Regions from separate parts of the Mus musculus genome. Here all the other regions are linked to region 1. The links are chromatin contacts, called in public Hi-C maps. All regions are on one chromosome and are shown on one strand. Each heading gives the region's core, a stretch centred on a gene start, on an enhancer-like site or on the middle of the called end of the contact. The rest is flanking DNA. Distances are from core to core; before and after follow the strand shown.

Region 1 (3,315 bases), core at 325-2,824:
AGACATACAAAGCCTAATGTCTTTGCTTAAAAATATGCTATACATTATCCTCTTAAACAACTGTCGGATAGCATGCTTATGGGTAGTACAACAAGATTGTGGCCACCTCACCCAGCCATCTTACACCCAACCAAGCGCTTTCCTAGAGGAAAGCAGGATCCAGGCAACAGAACACCGTTATCTGTCTATTATCTTTCCAATGTCAGGCCTTCCTCTGGGCTTGGCTGTCAGCACATCTCTGTAGCTAATGCTGGCATTGTTTCTTCTCACAGAGGAGATCGGTGTCTGGGTCTCGGTTGCCAATAAGGTCATTTGAATGGACAAAGGGACAGTTGATAGTTCTCAAACATGAATGGCTGAGCAGGGCCTGCACCTCTTTCAAATGAGGATCAGATATATCCATGAACAAATTGCTTGTTTGCTTAAACAAATGTCTGCTTTATATTTGTATTTTGCACTAAAATCTTTCATTTGCATCTGACAGAATGTAATATGGCCAGCCTTGGTCAAAGACTCCTTTCAATGCTTTAGTTGCCCACTAAACTGTGAAATTTTTAAATCACTTTAAGAAACAGACTTTTTCCTCTGAATGGGAAAATGCTTTCATGTTCTGCAAAGCTGAATTACTTCTGACTTGTATAGAAAGGAATATTAAATTGCTATATAAATGTGAACAGGTTTTTCTTTGTTTTGTTTTTAATTTTTTTACTATAGTGTTAGGGATCAGGCCCAGGGCTTTTCACAGGTTAGGCCTGAGCTAATCTCACAACTCCTTAGTGGTTATTTAAGGGTGAAGTTTTGGTGGAAAAAATAAAAAGTCTGGCTTGTATACTGTCATCTACAGGTTTCATTGCAAACTTTGGGTTATATAGATTTTTTTTTGCACTAAGTATTGAAAAGCTGAAGTTGTCAGCCTGTCGATAGTGACCCCCACAATGATTTCACTTGGTGACAGTCAGCAATAGTCACAGGTCTTTCAATCCCTACATTGCTTACAAAAACAGAACAGAACATAAGATTATTTTAAAAAGGAGCTTGTTTTTATTATTTTTCATTAAAAAAAGTTTTAGTTTAAGAAGCATGAGTTGTTCTTAGACATGGAATCGGCAGATTTTTTAAAAATGGTAGTAGGCTCAGCTGCCCAGGCTCCATGCATTCCTGTCACGGTAACCTTGTTTTCCTGGTTAACATGGCAGTGTTGACCCAGCTGCCTATAAGAAACTCTATGGCCTCCCCAGCCTCTTCCAATGCACAGATGTTTATCCATTTCATCCAAACCCATTTTCTGAGTACATACACATTGTCTAAGTGTATAAGGAACGCCGCACACTGTAGTCATTGTGGGGAAAAAGAAACAAAGGGCCCCAGGAATGTCTTAATCTGGTAGAAAATTCACATTATAAACAAATAATTGTTTAGTGACCACTGAGCAAAAGCTTTGAAGGCGACAGGAAGCTGGAAGTCAGAGCTGAGGGAGCTGCTTTTGCTCTTTTGTGTTTCCATGGAGTCAGCAGCCAGCATCAGCCTCCTTTGTACTCTGAGGATGCCCATCCTTTTTCTGTCTCACAGTGAATACCCAGGGCACTAATGTGTGCTCAGGGCTGCGTGCTCAGGGCTGCGTGCTCAGGGCTGCGTGCTCAGGGCTGCTCACAGCCAGCATTTCATGAGCACCTCAGGAGAGCCACTCAGGGACCTCATTAGCATATCTGCTCCGTAAGCATTCTTATTTGTTCTTCTCTACCTGGTCCACACTGACCTCTGTTTCCTCCTGGCCAGAAGCAACAGCTTCTAGAGCCCTGCACACAGCCAGGCACTTAGCAGGATGTCTCCTTGTAGAGAGGAGTGCAGATTAGAGTGACCCTAGGCTTGGCTCTCAGCCATTTACCCAAACAACTTAAGCCTGGGTGCTTATGTTTCCTCATTTGTAAAATGTAAAGATGAATATGCAAATTGGCTAGTACAGTTTTCCACATCCAGTGCCTGCCTGCTGGAGGCTTATTTGCATATTGTTGTCATAATGGATCATGGGTAGTTCTTTCCTCCTCTTGAGAACAAGTCAGGACTTCTCATCCTTTTTCTCCTTAGTTTATTATATTCTAACTACACATCAGACGCCCCTCCCAAGTGTGTATTCTCTGGTGGGAAGCTTCTTTTTTCTATCTTTCCAGAATTAAAACGAAAAATCAATTTTTTATACATATTGAGCCAAAACCAACAAAACCCCACTTCCAGTAAAATAGAGAAAACTACCCCGAAGCATTTATTTCCACTTTGTATGGGTTTGTATTAACTTTTGCTTTAACTTACAAAATGCTTGTTGTACTGGCTAGTTTTGTGTCAACTTGACACAGCTGGGGTTATCACAGAGAAAGGAGCTTCAGTTGAGGAAATGCCTCCATGAGATCCAACTGTAAGGCATTTTCCCAATTAGTGATCAAGGGGGAAAGGCCCCTTGTGGGTGGGACCATCTCTGGGCTGGTAGTCTTAGTTCTATAAGAGAGCAGGCTGAGCAAGTCAGGGAAAGCAAGCCAGTAAGAACATCCCTCTATGGCTTCTGCATCAGCTTCTGCTTTCTGACCTGCATGAGTTCCAGTCCTGACTTCCTTGGTGATGAACAGCAGTATGGAAGTGTAAGCTGAATAAACCCTTCCCTCCCCACCTTGCTTCTTGGTCATGATGTTTGTGCAGGAAGAGAAACCCTGACAAAGACACTTGTGTTCAAAGTTATCTAAAAGACTAAATCCAATTGCTCAGAACTGATGTTAAATCATTTGTACGTTGAATGCCCAGCCTTTACCTTCTCCAGCAAAGTTTTATCATTCAGCTGTGTGGGTTATATTTGATATTCCCCATTACCCTTCCCTTTTTCTGATGAACAAGGATTCTGAAGATAAGCTTCATTCAGTGTCTTTCCATTCACACTGGCCTCAAGGATGACCAGTAGGTAAAACCATAAAGAGCTTACCTATTTTAGTTGCACTGTAAATATTTTCTATTGGAAACACAATTCCTAATCCATATAGCAGGACTTTTGCCAATGCTGGGATGAGCTGCGTAGTTGTTACTAAAATATTCACACAGTTCGTCCTATGAGAACACAGAGAAGGAAGAACTGTTGACAAATAAGTCTTCAAGATAAGCAAGCCTGAGCAATGCCCACTGCCCAGCCCATGCCCACGGGGGCCTCACCGGGAGTGGATGAGGGAGAGGGCCTTCAGGGCCAGGGTCAGCCAGGAGTCTGTGAGTGCCTCAATCTCAGCCCTCAGCTGGAGCCAGGCTTCCCTCTTAGCTGGGCCAAGCAGACCTGCGAGGTAG
Region 2 (3,315 bases), core at 394-2,893, 450 kb after region 1:
TCTGCTGGTAGTGTACATGACACCTTGCATCCCAGTATGACTATACTAATAGAGTGACGGCTCTAGTTAGGACCAACTAGAGGTCTCTATGCTCAATAAGACATGTAAGTAGTGGTGTCAACAATAGGGCCTTACTATCATTGAGGTTACCAAATGACTCAGGAAGAGCTCTTAGTAAAGGATTTTCTCATTTGATGTGCATAAATGATATTCTCATTGCTGACCTTCTAGAGAGAGAAATGCTAAGATGCATCTTATTTGTTCTAATGAGTAATCTGATTTTTCCAGACAGGATCTTGTTCTGTAGCCCAGGCTGGCTTGGCACTTTCTTTGGTTCTTATGACTCATCCTCTCAAATTCTGAGATTCCTGAGACGTACCACTGGACGCATTCTAAAATATATTTTAAAGAAGAAAAGCTCTGAGGCTGGGGAGATGGCCCAGTGGGTAAAGGTGTTTGCCTCCAAGCCTGAGGGCACAAATATTGAAAGAAGAGAACTGACTGACTCCCAAAAGTTGCCCTCTGACATCTATAAATGCAGTGTAATATGTTGCCCTCCCACCCCCACATGCAAACTGCACACAAATAAAATAAGCACTTCTATTTTAAATCAAGAAGAGAGCTGTAGATGAAAACATCAGCTTGGATGGCCAAACTCTGTATGTATGTGCACATGCCCACATGTGTATACATCACATGTGCACACGTGCACATTAAAAAGAAAGATTATAGTTCTAATGAACTGCACAATATATTTCATGTTGCTACTTTAATTTTTGTATTAAATAGGGTTTGGTATGGGCAATGAATACATGCCATATGAAAATTTGTCTTCTTTGACTTGATATGATGAGTAATTATATGTGTTTGAGTATAACATTTTTTTCTTAGGCCCTTTCGCATTTCTGATATTTTCTTTCTATTTTGAACGTTTTTAATCCATGCTGATCTTCATACTCTCCAAGTAGAAAAACAAATAAGGGCAAAATAAAAGTAAGTATCTCTATGGCATTTACACAAACAGAAAATGTATTTATAAATTAAATACAAAGCCAGTAAAATTCAAATTGATAATATTAATTACTGTCATTTTGTTGAAAATGGAACTGGGGACTGTAGTGCATATTCTTTTGACATCTTTTGACTTCAGCATGCCTTAATTACTGAGTGTTATGTGATACTTCAAGCCTTTCATTATTCAGAATCGATCTGAATTAACTTTGAATCTGCATGTCATCAACGCAGGCCATTGTCCTCAAGCTTCCCTCAGCCAGTTCAGCTATAATGTAGCAGGTGCTGCTGCTGTGTTCCAGAAGGCAGATGTGCGCATGCACCCTGGGACGAATACTCAGTGCCTTGGCCCTCCACATAAGCCCAACTATGTTAGCTTTTAAGATAGTCATCAGAATAAGTAAAAACAGAATTAAAATACATCCATGGATAGCTTGCAAATCTCCCAAGAGAGCTGTAGGCATTCCAGTTAAGAAGCCTTAGTATTATTTCTTGAAATTGACTAATTATTTGTTACCATGTAAGACAATAGCTTGGCAATTTTCCTGATAGATTCCATAGGATCTACCAAGTACAAAGCATCATTTTCTGTCTTTCTGTTCTGTGCCTTTTCCCGGGAGGCGAAAGAGATTTCCTCCCCAGGACAATAATGGCCCTTCCTGGCACACATGTTAATCTGAGAATTCAGAAACTCTGACTTGGAACTCTGAATGCCAACAGTCGTGGGCGTAAAATGAAGTAATTTATGTGTCATAGCTAATTAAGATTATAGTATTTCAAGGCACTTGAAATTCAAGTTCAAAGATGTTTTAGTGCTTTTCTCTGACCGGTGGTGTCAAGGAGCGCTTGAGAGAGTTTCCTGCCCACAGCAACAAGCAGGCAGTAGCTCATTCCCCATCTCCTGTAATTAAAACAGCACTTTTTGCACACTTCTTTGGAGTACTAATTCTTTTCAGAGAAAACTGAGTTATTATTTTATTTAAAAGTGGAAAGCCTTTGTGGACTCTGTTTCTGATTTTTTTTTTCCCCATTGGAAAATTGATTTGATGAATTCTAACTGTTTTTCTGATACAAGCAAAGTACAAAATTATGAACAGAAAGGAAGAGAAGACAACCACACAGAGATACACTATAGATTTTTCTTTTTATTGTTAGAGAATTTCATACAAGCATATCTGTTCTGATCTAATCCACCTCCACTTCCTCCCCTGCACCTCCTTCTCAAGCCCCTACCACCTTTTTTCCCAGCTTCCCGTGCTGTCTTCTGTTTTTTCCTTTGTTTTGTTTCTTTGTTTTTGTTTTTCCCATCAGGTACACCTATTGATGCCTGTATGTGTGTGGATGGAGGAACATCTACTGGAGCCTTTCACATGAAGCATTCCTGAAGAGAACTGACTTTCAGATCATCAGTAACCCTCAATTGCTAATAGCTGTGCAGATGGGGTGCGCCTTTGTGAGTCCATCCCCAATCTGTGCCAGGGTTGTGGCTGGCTTGTTCTTGTGCGGATCTTATTTACGCCCTCACAGCCACTGTCCATTCCCTTGTACAATGGTGTTACTGTGTCTCACAAACAGTTTTCCTGCAGATGTCCCTTACTTTTGGCTCTGGCTTTACACTCTTTCCATGCACTCCTGTCCCTGAGCTCTGGGGAAAGAGAGAGATATAGACATCCCATTCAGAGCTGAGCACTTCATCAAATATATATATATATATATATATATATATATATATATATATATATATATATATATATATATATATATTGTGTGTGTGTGTGTGGTTCTGGGGTTTGAACCTGGGGATTGGGTATTCTTGGAAAATGTTACACAGCCTTCTGCATCTCAACCTCCTATTATAGATTCGTCGATGAGACCCAAAGTAATTCTGTTGCAATTCATCAGCAGCTTTTTCATATGAAAGATTAATTTTTTTATTCTCTGACCCTGCTTAGACATGCATGGAATTTATACCACAGCAGTATGTGTACCAATGCATCTAGAGCTAGATAGGAGAATGCTCACAGCAGCAATATACATAGAAACAATAAAAATGTCCACTGACTAATGGTCAGACTGAAAACTATACAAAATTGAAAAATAAACAAATCAAAACCCTGCAGAAGAACATGGATGAATTACACAAAAAGTATTGAAGGAAAGACAGCAGACAGGAAACAATAAATCCTGTATTATTTAATTTGTACTAAATCTAAACTGGCCAGACTCATCTATCATGCTAAATGTCAGCCCAGTGGTTAGAATGAGGGTGGGGAGCCAGGTTGATCAGGCACTGGGGCACTTCAG
Region 3 (3,315 bases), core at 422-2,921, 390 kb after region 1:
TAATTAGATTCCCATCTTTTTGAAATTAGTAAAATACTTGAAGTAACAGTGAAATTAAAGAAAAAGTTACTTCATGTATTTCAGATTAATGGGAGAATATAATAGTGAATTTATTTTCTTAAAATATATTTATTATTCATCTACTAAATATTAATTATATTAATACTTAACATCTACATAATAAAGAATGTCTTTAATGGAATATTCAATAATATTTGATATTATATTGTTAATAAATATCTAACAAATACACAAACCTGTTTACTATTTATCTAACAAATCTGGTTTAGTGTGCTGTGTGTGTTGTATATGTGTATGTGTGTATATGTGTGTGAGTGTGGATGTGTCCACACATGCCATGATATTTGTGTGCAGGTCAAAGGAGAACTGGTGGGAGTTGGGTCTCTTCTTCTAGCAGTGGATTCTGAAACAAACCATCAAGCTTGGTGGCCAGCCAGCACCTTTATCCAATGAGCTACCACATTACACTTGATTTTAATGAAGTTAAATTAACTCAAGCTTATTTGAAATGAGTAGATACTTTGTAATTCACTTGGAAAGAATGACGAATTTATGACAAATTCAAATTTGGTAATGAAGTCAAATTTTTGAGTAAAAGCATATTAAAGCAAAAAAACAATGGTATAGGAAGAGAAATAGAAACATATTTGCTGAGAAATTTAACAATAATTTTTGAACTGTACTAAAAATATCCCAAGGTATTCTTAAAAATTTGTAGTAAAAACATCAAAGTATAATTGATACCTACAGTTTTCTTTTGCTTAAAACGGCCCAGTTTTCCTAAAACAAGGGATATGTAGTTAGTCACTGAAAAGCAACAATGGAGGAGAAAAATCTCTTTCTGATGTGCTGCTGAAGTAACATCTGTTTTGTGTAGCATGGACAGGAGGGCAGTGTTTAATTCATCCATGCTTACAGCTGCGTAGAGTGTAAGAATGTATAAAATATAATGTGATTTACTGTGTTTTGTTGTGAAACCCAATAGTAAAATGGTTCAGATGCCCCTGAACATAATCTGGAACTGCATAGACTCGTACACTTCATTAACAGACTGCACATGTCCTGATAGCAGAGCTCTCCAATGGAGAATAGGCTGCTCTGCAGCTGTTAGCTCTATGCAGTAAAGGGGCCATTTGCAAATCTCTTTAATAGCTTTGCCATTTTCTACCACTTGAATGAAAATGATAATGTGTGGATCTCACAGTCATTAGGAACTTTCTCTTACTCCTTTAGGATTAATTTTCGCTGACCCAGAATTTTATATTTGTTTAACACAAACCTAGGGCTACTTTGATGTTATCTGCTTCTATAAACAGTAATATACAGTCCTCTCTTGGGCTAAAGCAGCTTTTATTCCAGTGAGAATTGATGGTATTAATCATTCTGAAGTCCAAGAGTGCTGACCATAAATTGTGTGCTGGGCCTGGCCTAGTACCTCCCAGGCCTGCATTCATCAGCACGTGCCCATTTCCACCTAGACAGGAGGACATAAAGAGTCATTTATCTCAGAACTCAGGTTTCGTGACCCGCTTCCTGACTACTTGTCAGAAGAGACATTCAGTAACAAATAAATATTTGTTCTACCTTTTGACATAAAGACCTAAATTAGCTGCCATCTCTAAAGTCTGATCCCCTCAAGTGGTCAGACTGGGAAATGCACATCGTGCTCTTCCAAGAGAAAAACCAAATGGCAGCCAATACAGGGATTCACATCCAAGTCCTGTCGAAAATAAGAGACGCAACTTTGAATCATCACCAGGATCTCAGCCCACGTTTACTTTTTACCATATATTATAGATAAAAATGTCAGCCAATAGTTTAGGAACTGCCAGACTTGGAAAGTGTTTAGAAGACATCATTTATTAAAATAATAAACATCTGCACAGAGCTACAGAACTATTCATTTCAAATAAAAACTGACCAAACTCCAGATCAATATATATCAAGATAAAAAGTGGACATCAACTCTCTTATGCAGACATCCATCGTGGCATGGTCTCCCTCCCATCCATATTTAGATTCCACAAGGGGGTTGAGCTTGCTAATTTCATTTTCAGGGCAGGGAGGTGATACACTCTGGTAAAGAAGAGGAGAAGGCAGAGCCCCAGGACAATAACCAGAAGGGCGGCCTGGAAGCTGGATGGCAATCTTAAATTTCAGATTCTTTTGCCTCTGTATGATCTTATTTTGTAGCTTCTGGTCGTCCCCCCCCCCCCTTCTCAAATCATTACTGAAAGAAGGCAGGCCCACACATACAGAACTCAAACTCTTGATGATGGTAACATATTTGCAATATTTCTGGTTTTAACCTAAACACAATTTGGATTTTGTAAATTTCAAATCTCTCCCTGTTTTGTCGTGAGTGTGTGGTTGTGTGGTTTTAAAATTGTGCTGGACTCCAAACTGATCACTCTGTGAGTTTACTGTACATTAAAAATACCCCAAACCCTATCATTGAACGCAATAGAAACTTGAATAAGCCCCTTCCAAATCCAATCACAGTAGTAAACCTGTAAGGGTTTTTGTTGAGTGAAAACTGAGGAGATTAAAAATCTTGCAAACATGCTCTTTTTAAAATTGCAGCTATAAATTTCACATTAGTTTTTGTTTTTTTAATCAGGTGACTGAAACCAGAGTGGAAATGTTTGGTACCCAAAGCTACTCTACGGACTTGCTTTTCACATTTTTCCCCCCTTCTGGAAAATAAAATGCAGTTTGTGTCAAGTTCTCTTCTCTGAGCTCAACTTCCCTGGTATAACAGTAATTCCTAGCTAGATGACTGGAGACTGAGGCTCCTGTGTTTGAAGAATGCCTGAATTTGACCTTTATAAACGGCATTGTTCACTATGTGCTCTGGACCAGCAGAGATTGAAGAATGATACCAATGTCCTTGTCCTCATTGAGGACTTGAGAACGTTGCTCCCTGTAGGTTACAGTCTCGATGGTGTAGAAAAATATCCATGACATAAGTGTCTGGTGATTTCTGTTCAGAATATAGGAAACTTCTCATAACTCATTGGTGAAGGCAATCAATCCAATTAAAAATTAGACAAAATATTTGAATAGCTATGTATGCATTAAGATATATGATATCCAATAGACATAGAACAACATGCTAAACCTAAGCCTTAATGAGTTTCCAGTTCCCATGGCAATGATATACAAACAGTAACATGTGCTAAAAACGATGCAAGAAAACTGTAACTTTCATACAATACTTGTGGGAATATAAGATTGTAGAGGGATTGGGGGATTGTCAGCTATCTGACACAGTGACTGCATTTCTCAGGGTCT

What was found. Hi-C and Micro-C count contacts between places; a contact is called where the count stands out from the background.
Region 2: a contact with region 1 is called in a Hi-C map of the N1E-115 cell line, with 3 times the contacts expected there. The contact joins two enhancer-like sites. A contact is called at or near these places in 8 of 39 promoter capture datasets (the 3T3-L1 cell line, 3T3-L1-derived adipocytes, cranial neural crest and 4 more), 1 of 484 Hi-C or Micro-C datasets (the N1E-115 cell line) and 1 of 9 other capture datasets (embryonic stem cells).
Region 3: a contact with region 1 is called in a Hi-C map of the N1E-115 cell line, with 2.6 times the contacts expected there. The contact joins two enhancer-like sites. A contact is called at or near these places in 8 of 39 promoter capture datasets (the 3T3-L1 cell line, 3T3-L1-derived adipocytes, the C10 cell line and 5 more), 1 of 15 datasets of contacts at CTCF or cohesin (large pre-B cells) and 5 of 484 Hi-C or Micro-C datasets (the 3T3-L1 cell line, the C10 cell line, the N1E-115 cell line and 2 more).

Annotation. Positions count from the first base shown.
Region 1 is chr1:14,180,192-14,183,506 of GRCm38.p6, forward strand. Eya1 (EYA transcriptional coactivator and phosphatase 1) reads right to left here. Exons shown (of 18, transcript NM_001310459.1): 15 at 3,190-3,304; 16 at 2,966-3,087. Among named protein-coding and RNA genes, the nearest start is that of Eya1, 130 kb to the right of the region's middle. Within about 2 kb of position 1,575, at least 54 of the 459 cell types and tissues checked have an H3K27ac peak or open chromatin away from gene starts, as enhancers often do. A contact at or near this core is called in the N1E-115 cell line, where this site is marked.
Region 2 is chr1:14,625,613-14,628,927 of GRCm38.p6, forward strand. No RefSeq gene overlaps it. Among named protein-coding and RNA genes, the nearest start is that of Msc, 130 kb to the right of the region's middle. Within about 2 kb of position 1,644, at least 7 of the 459 cell types and tissues checked have an H3K27ac peak or open chromatin away from gene starts, as enhancers often do. A contact at or near this core is called in the N1E-115 cell line, where this site is marked.
Region 3 is chr1:14,569,235-14,572,549 of GRCm38.p6, forward strand. No RefSeq gene overlaps it. Among named protein-coding and RNA genes, the nearest start is that of Msc, 190 kb to the right of the region's middle. Within about 2 kb of position 1,672, at least 16 of the 459 cell types and tissues checked have an H3K27ac peak or open chromatin away from gene starts, as enhancers often do. A contact at or near this core is called in the N1E-115 cell line, where this site is marked.